Linked DNA regions of Zea mays: region 1 is linked to region 2. A link is a contact called in public Hi-C data. All regions are on one chromosome and are shown on one strand. Each heading gives the region's core, a stretch centred on a gene start, on an enhancer-like site or on the middle of the called end of the contact. The rest is flanking DNA. Distances are from core to core; before and after follow the strand shown.

The links. Hi-C and Micro-C count contacts between places; a contact is called where the count stands out from the background.
Region 1: a contact with region 2 is called in a Hi-C map of endosperm, with 3 times the contacts expected there. The contact joins the promoter of LOC100037760 here to the enhancer-like site in region 2. A contact is called at or near these places in 4 of 25 Hi-C or Micro-C datasets (ear, endosperm and leaf).

The regions. Positions count from the first base shown.
Region 1 is chr9:75,290,679-75,297,350 of Zm-B73-REFERENCE-NAM-5.0, forward strand. LOC100037760 (multidrug resistance protein associated 1) reads right to left here and starts at 1,749. Exons shown (of 12, transcript NM_001112472.2): 1 at 1,540-1,749; 2 at 1-1,365. The coding sequence starts at 1,594.
Region 2 is chr9:74,929,280-74,936,368 of Zm-B73-REFERENCE-NAM-5.0, forward strand. It overlaps LOC103639973 (protein SHORT ROOT IN SALT MEDIUM 1), which reads left to right. Exons shown (of 23, transcript XM_020543866.2): 7 at 1-478; 8 at 580-625; 9 at 1,057-1,149; 10 at 1,250-1,305; 11 at 1,431-1,539; 12 at 2,038-2,252; 13 at 2,321-2,384; 14 at 3,028-3,201; 15 at 3,298-3,328; 16 at 3,413-4,335; 17 at 4,441-4,515; 18 at 4,711-4,785; 19 at 5,561-6,022; 20 at 6,400-6,639; 2 more. Among protein-coding and RNA genes, the nearest start is that of LOC103639973, 17 kb to the left of the region's middle. Within about 2 kb of position 4,627, at least 1 of the 20 cell types and tissues checked has an H3K27ac peak or open chromatin away from gene starts, as enhancers often do. A contact at or near this core is called in endosperm, where this site is marked.

The DNA of each region.
Region 1 (6,672 bases), core at 499-2,998, 360 kb after region 2:
GCAGCATTTTCGCGAATGGCACGTTGAGGAAACCAAAGATGACTAGCGGGACTAGACCAGGAAGAGCCCCAAGCTTGAGTGCCCAGAAGAGCGTGGCAACTGCAAAGACGAGCTGAAGTGGCGAGGTCCACCCCATGTGCAGCCAGCTGATGGCGTCGCCAAGCCGGTACGCATCAACCGCAATGTAGTTGACAATCTCGCCAGTGGAGTGGTTGTTCCTCCCCTGAATGGACAGCCTGAGCTGCTTCTGGAAGATGACCGCCATCAGCGCTGACCGGATACGCATCCCGGTCCTCCTCGAGCTGAAGAACCAATGCCGCTGCGACAGCGACTCCACGAGCTTGGCGAGCAGCAGGCAGCCGACAAGGGACAGGCCGACCCGGAGGTCTCGTTCCTCCTGGTTGCTGTACCACACGAACCCGAAGAGCAGCAGGGGGGCAACTGCTATGGACAGCATTCTCAGGAAGGCGTAGAAGCCGGTGAGCAGGATCTCGCTGAGGAAGCACTTGCCCAAGACGAGGGCGAGGCTGTTGCTGCCCACGCCCCGGCGGCTCCTGGCTTTGTCGCTCACGTGGCGGCTCCAGGCCTCCGTGAACTGCTGCGACGTGTGGTGCGCGGTGTCGTCGGTGGCGATGAGCGGGATGTCGCCGAGGTCCAGCGCCTTGGAGCGGCCGACACGGAGCAGAGGGTTCAACCACGAGAAGGCAAGCTGGCCGAACAGGCCAGCGCGGTACAACTCCGAGGTTGGCACGGTTCTGTCATTGCCGATCAGAGGCTCCGACAAGCCGCTGCTGCCGTTGGAGGCGTCCCGGTAGTGGTGCCCGTCGCCCCGCGGCAGCAGGGAGCCGAGGGCGCAGAGCAGCAGGAGGAGGCTCACCGGCCACGCAATCATCTCCGCGAGGTCCAGGCTGTGCCCCCCGGCAAGGATCTCCGAATTGTACGCGGTGGCCAGCAGCGACAAGAGCACCCACCAGAGCACGGCCACGACCCTCGCCGGCCTCGTCGGCTGGGCGTGCAGCGAGGCCGCCAGCGCGATCCAGACCAGGCCCCTGACGAAGTAAGGAACCGCCGTCTTGATGTCGTAGGCGTCTTGGAGAGCCGTGACACAGTAGGCCACGGCAGCTGCCACGCAGCACGTGGAGACGACGAGCAGCACCCACCTACTAGGAGCGCCGCTCCTCCCGCTGCTCGCATCTGCAGAGCGCTGCCGCCGCCTGACGCAGGCGGCAGCCAGCGTGCAGACGTACGCGATGAACAGGACCACATTGACGCAGTCTATGAGTGTCCTCTGCACGCACTTGGACGCGACGGTGAGGGTGAGCCGCCCGCCGTCCTCTTCCCCGCAGATCCAAGATGACGACCAGCCTGCCATGCGATCGAGGCAACCAATAAGAGCAAGCTCGTTATATTATCAGCAGGTATGGCAAACCATTGATCCAACCAACAGCTGAGATCTAGCGATACGGAAGCAAGAAAGAGGAAAGGATCTATACGAGCAAGCAAATAAAAGGTTCGGCCGTCTCCTCTCCTAGTTCTTACCAAGAACAACGGCCATGGCCGCATCGCCGCTATCAGCCATTACGGCCGCTAACATGGAGCGCACCCAGCAATGAGAGGCCGAGGCGTCTCCTTCTCCGGCCTATTTCCTGGACGGACGAGACAGTAGCTAGTTATTAATTGGCATTGGCATTCGCTGCTGTTGTCTTGAGCGCTGTATTTTGCATGGAGGGCACTGTAGCGGGCTAGCGGCACTGCCAGCCGGGTAGGTATGCTAGGCTGACCCGCATTTTATGCAGGGAAGTGCACTGTAGCGGCTCCAGCGGCGTGCGGATCCGGTTTCGACGATATACTTCTTTTTTTCTCATCGCATCCATCAGAAATGCCCGACACCACAGCGCGGACCGACCGATGCGAGCTGAGAAACGCAAAATTTGCGACTAGCGTTCTCGTGGGGCAGCCGGGCAGGTAACGCAAAAAAGGCCAGATACGAATGCAAAACTCGGACTCTTCCGCCGTCACTTTCAGCCGCGCGGAAGCAAGGATTCTTTTTCCATGTGAAACAGCTAGAGACGAAGAAACGGGGTACGGACGTGACGGGCCGGATTGTTTGTTGTCCTTGGCTGCTTTGCCCTCGTGCGGCTAGCCGTCTCTCTCGGCCTTCATTAATGGCGTACATGCGTATGGCATGACGTGCCATGGAGTCAGAGATCGGAATTCGGAAGATAAGCCGTATCCGTCTGTCTTGGTGCAGAGCTCAAGAGCGCGTGCTCCTCGTGATACATATATAGTATATCTAGATTCTTACTATATATCCGGGTGTAGTGGAATAACTTATAATTTGGAATGGAAAAAAGTATAAATAAAGTCTTGTAACCATGCCATATTTTATAAGGGAGATAGAATATGCTAACTCATGTTTAGATCCATCTTACTAGTTACTAATAGTTAGCAATTACTCTTCCACTCGAAATGGTAAGTTGTTTTAAATAATTCATGATTTACAACGAAGAAAGTAGGAATTAATAAGAGGTGTTCCATTAGTATAAATAGGGGTGCTGGCTACTACTAAGATTTTAGCAAGGTACAACTTGCTAGCTAGCAAGTGATAAGATTTAGAACACTAATGTTCGCTGGGTAATAGATAAGACATTAAATGAAGTATCAAACAAAGATTTCTACTAATTTTTTTAGTAACCAACTGCTAGTTGGAATCAAACTGGTCGGGAGATTTAAGGTCGTGCTCACCAGAGCGTGTGTACATATAGTCGTGCAAAACATTGTTTTGTACTGTTTATAATGGAGTTTGAAATAGTAAGTACGATAGGAGGTGGGATCACAAGGCTGTTGGAGATAGCATAAGTGACCTTGGATAATGTGCTGCTCTATGATTAAGTGTGTGAAATCCTCACGGAGGAAGTCAATCCTGGCATTTCCCAATAAACTAATAGCACGAGTTATCCTCAAGGATGTGATCATGATGGTGTTGCAACTATGATCCATATTGCACCAATGGTAAGCATACTTAGCACAGAAGCGAAATAAATTTTGTTTACAATAACATAGAGGCTTTTTAGCTCATCCGTGGCTACACATCCAGTATCATCCCAAGCATAAACGACAAGTGTAATCTAACGACAAGTCTCAACATACATGTTAGTGAGGCCACTTCCTCTCTCCATCAACACCTTGGAGAGGTGCTTTGAGCCCACAATGGGCTCGACGATAAGGGGGTGTAGGAAACAATGACGCCTAAGAGGGGGCTGAATTAGAGCTTCTAAAAACTATATCTAAACTAGGCCACAAATAAATTCTTAGAATAAAACCTATGTAAATAAGCAATTTAAAATGTGCAAACTAGGTTTTTTGTAACACCTCAAAATAGTATTTTGAGTAATCTAGAGAATGTTTTTCCAAGATTTAAAATTACATATGTGTTATAATAAAGAAATTAAAGAGACTAAGTGAAAAGCGAAAAGATCTTCGTATGAACTAAATTACTTTTTTGAATAACTAGATGAGTACCCGTGCGTTGCAACGGGATCATCTAATACCATGATAACTTATATATAAAATATGTCTTATATTGTTATAAAAATATTTTATAGTCCATTTGTGATCCTAGCCATACATAAATTTTGTTATTTTAATTTAGTTGTTTCACTACTACATTGCAACCATCAGTGTCATGCAGACTTCGATATATGTCACGATTTGTATGGTCTCATCATTAGAGAGCACGTGCCACACCTGCCGGTATAAGTCCCGTCGTACATCGTTAGTCATCAGGCACGCACCATCATACACGCTTGCTTAAATAAAAAGGCAAGTGTGTGTTTGCGAAGAGAATTAAAGGCAGATCGGCACAAAAGCTACCCCGACGATGGCGAGTGGTCATTGTTGTCGGTCATCCACTGTGTAAACTCCAGCGCCGAGATGACGCTATAATCCTTGATATAGTAGTCGTCGAACGCGCGCAACATGGTGAGTACGTATGACTCTTGGTTGGGCTGTCAAATGAAGTACACCCCGGGCTCATTAGCGAGGTAGTACACCGGATCGTTGCACCACCAGATGTGCTACTGTCACACCCGGCTTTAAGGAACAAAGCCAGGTGCATCTCATACATGCGCCAAGAAGACAACATATATAATAACAGAGTGTATAGAGATGAATGTCATAAAACATCAGAGTATTTATTACATAGCGGAAGTCTTATTACAAAATAAAATATAAATATAAAACGAACTAAGGATCGTCGTTGGCGCCAATGTCAACTCAGAAACGCTACCTAGATCAGATCAAACTCCTCGCTTTGTGGTAAAAATTAACCTATGCATGAATAAGTGACATTAAAGAACATTATTGGGTAAAAAGTGGTCAAGGGCACAACTTGCCTTCAATGAGCTCCTGCTCAGCTACTTCTATCTGCTGCTCACCAGGATCCTCAGTCACAGGCTCTTCTACTCGCCACAATACAAACAAGCACAATATACAGGGAAAATCAACATCACACCAAACATGTAAACAAAATACACAGTAATAATCTACATATTAAAATAGAATCCTAGGAACAGGAATCATAATTTTTGGAGTTATAAATTTTAAGATATGAATTTCTAAAAGTTTTATGTGCTTAAAATAGGATTAAATGAGAAATTATTTTTGTTACTGCTTTTATGACAAAACAGAGACTCTAAGTGGTAGGGAATAATATTACAAAATTTTAGAAACTGGAATAGATTAATTTGGACTAAAAATGGATTTTCTACAAATTAAACAAGTTTCCAGCAATTATTTATTCACTAAAAATCCATTTCTATTTTATTCCTCTGATTTTTCGAGTTGACTGGACTGGGCCTCAAATTTAGAGAAAGTCAGGGGTCTCAGGGGAACTTTCCCAGGACACAGCGCACAGCACACACTGGACAACGGGTTGAATTTCTTTTTCTTTTTATTTTTCTTTTCTTTTATCTTTTCCTCCTTTCCAAATTCAAACTTTGTGGCACCTTTGTACATTGATCAATTATTTATTTTGATCATACCAGCTGCAATGAAGTTATTTATTTATAATTTTATTTGTATTGTAAAATCTTCATTTCCTTCCTCCTTTTTTTTTAAATTTTGGAGTGCAAATTGGGTTAGGAATAATTCTCTTATTTCATGTATCCTTATTATCATTTCCAATGTAGACAAATGCACAAACCAATAAACACCAGCATGATGCATATTTTAGTGGTTTTTATGTTATTATTTATTTTTTTACCTAGGGTGTACACATGTGATGATGCATAAAGGTTAAACTCACATAAGGAGAAATTCTCTCTCTATTGATATTATTTCTAACAAATTACAAAGTGGGTATTAAAAATCCTACCCCCTTAAAAATAATCTTGTCCTCGAGATTTAAGAAGATCTTGGGAAAAAATGGGAAAAATCTATGCGAAGCTCTTCTTCTCTTTCCCATGTTGCTTCATATTCGTCATGGTGACTCCATTGTACTTTGCACATCTTTATCACCTTATTTCTTGTAACTCGAGTCAATGTGTCCAAAATCTTGATCGCATACTCTGTGTAAGTCAAATCACCCTGAACATTGAACTCTTCCATTGGTAGTTGTTCCTTAGGGACACGGAGACACTTCTTAAGTTGAGACACGTGGAACACATTATGCACATCCGATGGACTATCAGGTAACTCGAGTTGGTATGCCATCTCCCCAACTCGTCTAAAGATCAAGAATGATCCAATATAGCGAGGGGATAATTTGCCCTTGACTTTGAATCTCCTCATTCCACGAAGTGGTGACACCTTGAGGTACACATAATCTCCTTCCTCAAATTCCAGTGGTGTCCTTCTATTATCAGCATAGCTCTTTTGCCTGGTTTGAGCTACCCTCAAATTCTCTCGAATTATACGGACTTGTTCTTCTGCCTCTTGAATCAGTTTAGGCCCAAAGAGCTATCTTTCTCCAGTCTGATCCCAGTATAGAGGAGTCCTGCATTTCCTTCCATATAAAGCTTCAAAAGGTGACATCTTCAGACTGGCCTGATAGCTATTATTATATGAAAACTCAGCATAAGGTAGACTCTTATCCCAACTTCCTCCATGCTGAAGGGCACAAGCTCTCAACATATCTTCCAATACTTGATTAGTCCTTTCAGTCTGTCCATCAGTCTGAGGGTGATAGGTTGTACTAAAATTCAACTTGGTATTCATGTTCTCATGAAAGCTTCTCCAAAATCTTGAGGTGAACTGTGAACCTCGATCAGACACGATCTTCTTTGGTACTCCATGTAAACACACAATCCGAGCCATATATAACTCTGCTAGTTGAGAACCTTTATAAGTAGTCTTGACAGGAATGAAGTGAGCTACTTTAGTCAATCTATCCACAATCACCCATATAACATCATATCCTTTCTGGGTGCGAGGCAATCCAGTGATGAAGTCCATACCAATCTCTTCCTACTTCCATTCGGGTATCTTTAACGGGTATAATAGTCCAGTTGGTCTTTGGTGTTCTGTCTTAACTCTTTGACACACATCGCACATAATCACATGTGCAGCCACATCTCTCTTCAGTCCATACTACCAATATTTCCGCTTCAAATCCTGATACATCTTGGTACTACCAGGATGAATAGAATAATCCGAGTCATAGGACTCCTTCAA
Region 2 (7,089 bases), core at 3,377-5,876:
ACCGAGATAGCATCTTACCCCGTGTACATCCAGCCGTCTCAATGGTTGATGATCGTAGAGTTGATCGAATTGGTTATCGTCGTGAACTGGATCTAAGAGATGAGGAACGCAGAAGGGACCTAATACTGGAAAGAGAGAAGGAACTTGAACGGGAACGGGAACGAGAACGGGAACGTGAGTTACGGGACTTTCGAGATCGTGAAAGGGAAAGAGAACGTGAAAGGGAAAGGGATCATGAAAGACTACTAAGAGAACGTGAAAGAGAAAGGGAACGCGAACGCGAACGTGAAAGAGAGCGCGAAAGAGAACGCCTTCGTGAGCGCCGGGAGAAGGAGAGAGAGCGGGATAGGAAGCACAGAACTGATCCAAGGCGGGAGCACACTCCACCTAGAGGCCCTGGTGATCGGCGGCGGTCTTCTTCTGTTAGATCTGAGAAGCCTGTACGGCGAATTTCCCCTCGACGTGATGCTGTGCATAGGTGGACTTCCATGTCTCTTCTGCAGTTTTGTGGATGAAATAGGTTGCTGCTTTGTCTTTTGTGCAGCTTTTAAACTAATGTTTTCATTTGTTGTGCTGAAGGCATCGTTCACCTGTTAAAGAAATAAAGAGAGAATATATTTGCAAGGTAAATTGAAACCTGTGTTTGTCAATGTTATTGCTGAAATCAGTTGACATCGTTAGTTCTTCACTAGCCTCCTTGATGCATTCTGATCTTAAGGTTCCTTGGTTCTGGTCCATCTTCCATCTTCATCTATTCTTCCTTTTACCAGTCTATTAGGCTTGTCTCTCTCTCCTGGTACAGAATCTTTCCTTTCTTTTTCTTGTGCTATGGGAAGTCATGACTTCACCAAAATTAGAGGAGCGTTCACGTCTACCTTGATCTTTGATTGCACAAGAGTATATGATTGATTAACCATGAATGATTGTCTTCCTTTTTCCGGTCTCTTCCTTTTTTTATTTAATGTTTCATCAAGACATTTTTCTATGTACAATTATGGGATTGTTTCATTTTGCTTCCTGCTGTGAACTTAATGCTAACTATGATGTTATTTGCAGGTTTTTCCATTTCGCTTCGTGGATGATGAGAGGGATTATCTGTGCTTGACAAAACGGTATCCCAGACTTGCAGTTACTCCAGAATTTTCTAAGGTTGGGCATTCTGTTCATCTACCTTTTGCTGCTGATCGATATTCAACTTGGCTTTTGGCATTCTCTGTCACTCTAATTTGTATAATTTGCTGTTGCACAGATTGTCTTGAACTGGGCTAAAGAAAACTTAAATCTTCCTCTCGATACACCAGTGAGGTATTCCTTTTATTTATGAACACATTACTATGCATAAATACTGTTATACATGTGTTCCTTCTTGGAGTTCTCATGTTTCCAATTAACTGTACAATTGGCACTATGATACAATTGCTGTGAACCAGTTTGGAGCATGATATCCATGATTCAGATGATAATGCTGATGAAGGAGCAATTATCTCCACTGAGAAAACACCAAGCTTCAATACTCCAGCCACCATTTGGAATGCAAAGGTTTCTATCTACAGTTTTATATCTGCTTTTTAGGAATTTTGTTTTTTCTGTATGCGTTTCAAGTTGTAGCTCTAGTGGTCAGTAGATAAGCTGATCTGGAGTAACTTGTTATACTGTCGTACATTGTATACGTGAATCTGAAGGAAACATATGGCATATAGTTTTAGGTCTGTTTGGATGTTGCCGAAGACCACATTATTTGAAAATCACAGCAATATTTATGGCATTAAGAAAACTGCAGTATACTAATGTTTGTACATATCGAGAACAATTTATTGTTGCTTGCAAATAGATCATTGCATCACTTTGTGTGCTGCCTTAAGTTACCCAAGGGCATTAAAATTCTGTTCTTATTTTGGCATTGATATGCTTACTTGAGCTTATCTCACTTCCAGTGATAACCATCATATGGAATAACAGTTTTTGTTATATGATTTTTATAAATCATTTCCAAATTACTCCTGTTGCAGTGCTGCTTATACATGTGATGGTTTGCAGGTACTATTGATGAGTGGCATGAGCAAAGGTGCCTTTGCTGACATAACTTCATTGAGAAGTACTGAGGAACGAGTTGTGCACTTGAACAATATATTAAAATTTGCTTTATTCAAGAAGGATCGTTCTCTATTTGCAATTGGAGGCCCTTGGAATGCAGCAATAGATGGTGGTGACCCCTCAGTTGACTGTTCTTGCTTGATTCAAACTGCCATCAGGTATGCTGTTATCAAACAAGGTATGATGACCAACTTGCAGTTGTGCTGATATGATCGTACTTCGACAGATGTGTTAAAGAAATGGTTCAAGTTGATCTATCTAGTTGCACCCACTGGAACCGTTTTGTCGAGGTACTTGTGAATATATATGTTTCAGTACCTTAATTTTTTAAAAACTTTGTTTATACTTACTGCATGCTGTCTTCTCATGGAAAACATCTTTGTACCTGACACCGCTACCCTTTTTCATTGTTTTCTGCCTTGTGTAATGTTGCAAGTTTGATGACAATGTCTAACTTAAAAAGAATGTTTATGAAATGTTATTCCTCACTGCATTATATTCAAGATTAAGAAAACTATCGCTAGATAAATAAACTGGCCAGTACAACTACCAACACTTCACTCCGTATGTCAAATTTCTGAGGCATGGATGCATATCAAGTTTAACATTGTAAGTTTTTACTGACAATCAGATTACGTGTATATGCCAAGTCAAATCATGCCTTAACATTTGAACAAATTTGCATGTTTGATCTATTCAATATTCTCTTGAATAGTTTTGCTTCTGTCTATCTCTGATATCAAATTCTTGCGAGTCATTGCTGAAGTTCTGCCGTAACATAGCCACAACATCCATATTTTGGTATGATTGATAACTTGTAGGTTACAACTTTGTTGGGCTATTGTACATTTGTATGGTATACGTATCTTGTAGTTCCTCCACTTCGTACTACATGTTGATGGAATATTAACTGATGCATGTTTACACATGCAGGTACATTACAATAGAATAGGCAAAGATGGACTCTTCAGTCATAAAGAAATTACTGTTCTGTTTGTGCCAAACTTGTCTGAATGCTTGCCTTCAGTGGATATATGGAAGAATAACTGGATTCTGTACAAAAAATCAAAGGCAGAAAGGGAAGAACTCACTGTTAAAAAGGAAAAGGTTACTTTGTCCCATTATGGATTTGGTGAATAACTTTTCTTTCTTTCTTTGGAGTTCTCACTAAAAGTTTTTTAAATCTGTGTTGCCTTGTTTCAGAGTCCTGGTGATTCGAAAGAGCAGATGCAAGGTTTGGAAGATTTCCATGTTGCATCTCATTGAATTTTTTTTACCTGTCTGTTATTAGAGCAAAACTGAAGTCGTTTGTTAACAGTTTCAGGGGAGCTGAATAAGGGTAAAAGTTTAGATGCTGATCAATTAAAAGAGGGTGGTGTTGGTTGCAGTGATATGAAAAATGAGAAATGTGATGCTGATATGAAGCAGCAAGGTAATGATGGAGACAGTAAAGTTAAAGTTGAGGAACCTGTTCAGAAGATGGGTGAGGATGTTGAAGTAAAAACTACAGGTGACTCCTCTATTGACCATGCAGCTGGGGATAAGAAGCCCACAAAAAAGAAAATAATAAAAAAGGTTGTGAAAGTTGTTCGGAAAAAAACAACAGGACCTTCAATTGATAAATCTTGTTCCGAGGACAAGAATGTTGTAGCAGAATCTGCAAATAAAACTGCAGAAGGGGGGCAGAGTCAACAAAAGAATGAGGATGCTGGAAAACAACAGGTGGGAGCTGGCATAAGTCAACAGCCTGAAGCAAAGAAAACTGGGAAGAAGAAAATAATTCGAAGGATTGTTAAAAGGAAAGTTTCGGGTCCAGGTTCGCAGTTGACTGCCTCTACTACACCTGCCGAGACTAGTAAGCAAGAAGCAGAAGTTCAGCCAGATAAAAATGTTGAGAGTTCAATCGATGTTGGAAATCCTCAGACTAAGCTGCAAGAAGGGTCAAAAATTCCATCTGAAGATATCTCAAATCAGAAAGAGAAGCCAGAGGAAAAGGAACACCCATTGACTGACCTCAGTTCAAATGAGGATAAGGGTAATCACGAGGAAGCTATGGAACAAAAAGATATGAAAAATGATGTAAAGAAGGATAAAGCAATGGATGATAAAGAGAAAAATAGAGACCTCAAGATGGATCCAAAGCAAAAACCACTCAATGACACAAAAGAAAAGAAGAGGTCTGATGAACCACCAAAATATCCAGGATTCATTCTTCAGACGAAAAGGAATAAAGAATCTAAAGTATGGGTAAAATGCTACTTAGTTTACTTTTTTTATATATAATTCTATTATTCAAACTTACTTGGATGAGTTGTCCATGATATCTGAAGGAATTCTGCTTTGCAGCTCCGTTCAACATCCCTTTCGTTGGATGGCCTCCTAGATTATACTGCCAAGGATATAGAGGAGTCTGTATTTGAGGTCTGTGTTTTGTAATTACTTTTTGTTAGTATATATCAAAAGGGACTACTACTTGTGCACCTTTATATGTTTTGCTGCTACCTAGTTGGCAAATTTGAGCATCCCACACCACGTAACTGAAGTCTCTTTTCATTTTTTTTGTGTTTGAGAGCTCATGCGGATGTACACTGATCTGTTCTTCTATTCCTTTTTCAGCTTTCTTTGTTTGCTGAGTCATTCAGTGAAATGCTTCAACACAGAATGGGTTGTGTTATCCTGTCTTTTCTTGAGGTACATCCTTTGTGCTTTGCAAATGATTTAGCTAAGCTTCAAATAATTCTCATCCTTTGTGCTTTGCAAATGATTTAGCTAAGCTTCAAATAATTCTCTCCTATTGTAATTGTTCTAGTGACATGTCCAAAAGACTTAATTGTACTGTTGTGTAATTCAAAATACCCTGGCGTGAAATGTAACGAACGGCTTTTTGGTGGTTTATTATGTCCATCAGTTCTGTGGTCCCTTCAGCCTCTTTATGTATACCTTCTAAACCTAATGATTCTATGTTTTGTTTCTGAATGATCAGCTGCTCACTAGTATTTGATAATTCAGTGGCTGTTCTCTTATTCTTTGTTCACACTAATTTGTTTTGCCACTACGAGACTGAAGGTGCTCTTTTTCAAGACATCAACTACTAAAACTATTTCACATGTCACTGTTACTTGGACACCAGCATGAGTATATAAATTGGCAAGTATTTTGGACTTAACAAATATCACGTGCAATCTGAATCATGTGTGGTGAGTCTAATACGGTGAAGTGTTTTAGATCCAAGAGTCTGGGCAAACTGGTTTTGTCACTATTTTTTCATGGGTAACCTTGATTGGTGTGTGGTGATGGTGCATTTTTCTTTTTGTGTGGTAGTCATAATTTTTTTATTAATCTAGGTTTGGACGCTGTCGTATGACAGAATTTGGCTCATCCTACCATGAAAGTTGCCACCCTGCAGTATGTTTTGGGCCTTTTGGCATATTGATATGTTTCATAACATGTTCTTTTTCCTTAACAGAAACTGTACAGGCGTTATGTTGTGAAGAGGAATCAACGCAAACGCCAGAGAGAGGAAGATCTAAAGAAAGAAGAGAAGAAATCCTCAGAGAAGCGATCCAAGACCATGCATGAGACTATAATTGAAAGTGTTGATAACCTAGGAGGCAGCGTTGAAGTGACAAAAGAGGATGAAGAAAAGATGAGCAAAGATCAATCAGCAAATGTTCATGCTGAACTGCCAAAAGAGGGTCAGATAAAACTTGGCACAGATCATCCAATTGTTAACCATGGCGAACCAGCAAAAGAGGGTGATGAAAATATGAACACTGATCATTCAGAAGCTGTTCTCGATAAACCTGCAGCTGATGCAAATATGGCAGAGGAAGATCCTGAATACGAGGAAGATCCTGAAGAAATAGAAATATATGAAGATGATGAGGACATGGATGATGCTCATGCTGGAGCACAGAATGGAGAACAGGTTTTTTTTCCAGCTTTTGACCTAGTTGATTCAGCTCTTCATTAATTTAACTGTCATGTCATTTATCACCTCGTGTTTTCTTAAACTTCCACAATAAATTTCTTTTCCTTATATAGCTTGTGGCAATCACCAACAGTCATGGTCATCTGGGCTATTAGCCTACTTTGTCCCCCTATAATGCTTGAGACCGCCTTTCACTAATCTTATATTTTAGAATTTTATAAGATCTTATCATGTATTGTTGTCATATTGTATGATTTCACATATAATATCATCTCGCTATTTTTATGTTTGAGGTTCAACTTTATGCAAGAGATGTACAGAACTAGTTCCATGCTTAATCTGTCCCTGTGACACCTCATTTTCTGGTGGCACAGAATGAGAACACAAATGACAGAGATGTTAAGCCAGAAGTAGCGACAGCAGATGGTGGAAATAACAGAAGTTCAACACAACCTGAAGTAGGAAATATTACTAATACCCATGAAAGAGCTGCTTCAATGGAGGACAAACTGTCTGTGGCAGAGAAAGGAGATTCTGTGGAAGGTGGAGAAAAGGTAGTTAGTAAGGAGGTTAAGCCAGCAAAAGATGAGGTGGTCGACAAGGACCTGTTGCAGGTAATGTTTGTTTTTTCTCTGATTCATGGGAGATATTAAGGGTTTGTTTGGATTGTGGTCTGCCAGCTAATATGACTGCATGATCTTTTCTCCATCGATCTTATAGGCCTTTAGGTACTTTGACATAAATAGAGCAGGATATCTCAAGGTAATATACGAGCATGATCTATTATTTCAAATTCAATCTTACTGTTTCGATTCATGTGGTCACGGGCTACCGTTATTTCACAACTGCAGATGGATGATTTAAAATGTATTCTTCACAACTTGGGCAAGTTTTTATCAAGCAGGGACGTGAAGGTGAGATATTTGACTGGAAAAAGTCTATAAATTACTCCCCTGAAGTTTTGCCCGTGTCTAGATAAATCTCCCAAACCAATGTTTAGATCGATTTACTCACCTCCTGCCTCCAACTATTTTAGTAGTTCAATTTGCTAAGGAAGATATGTT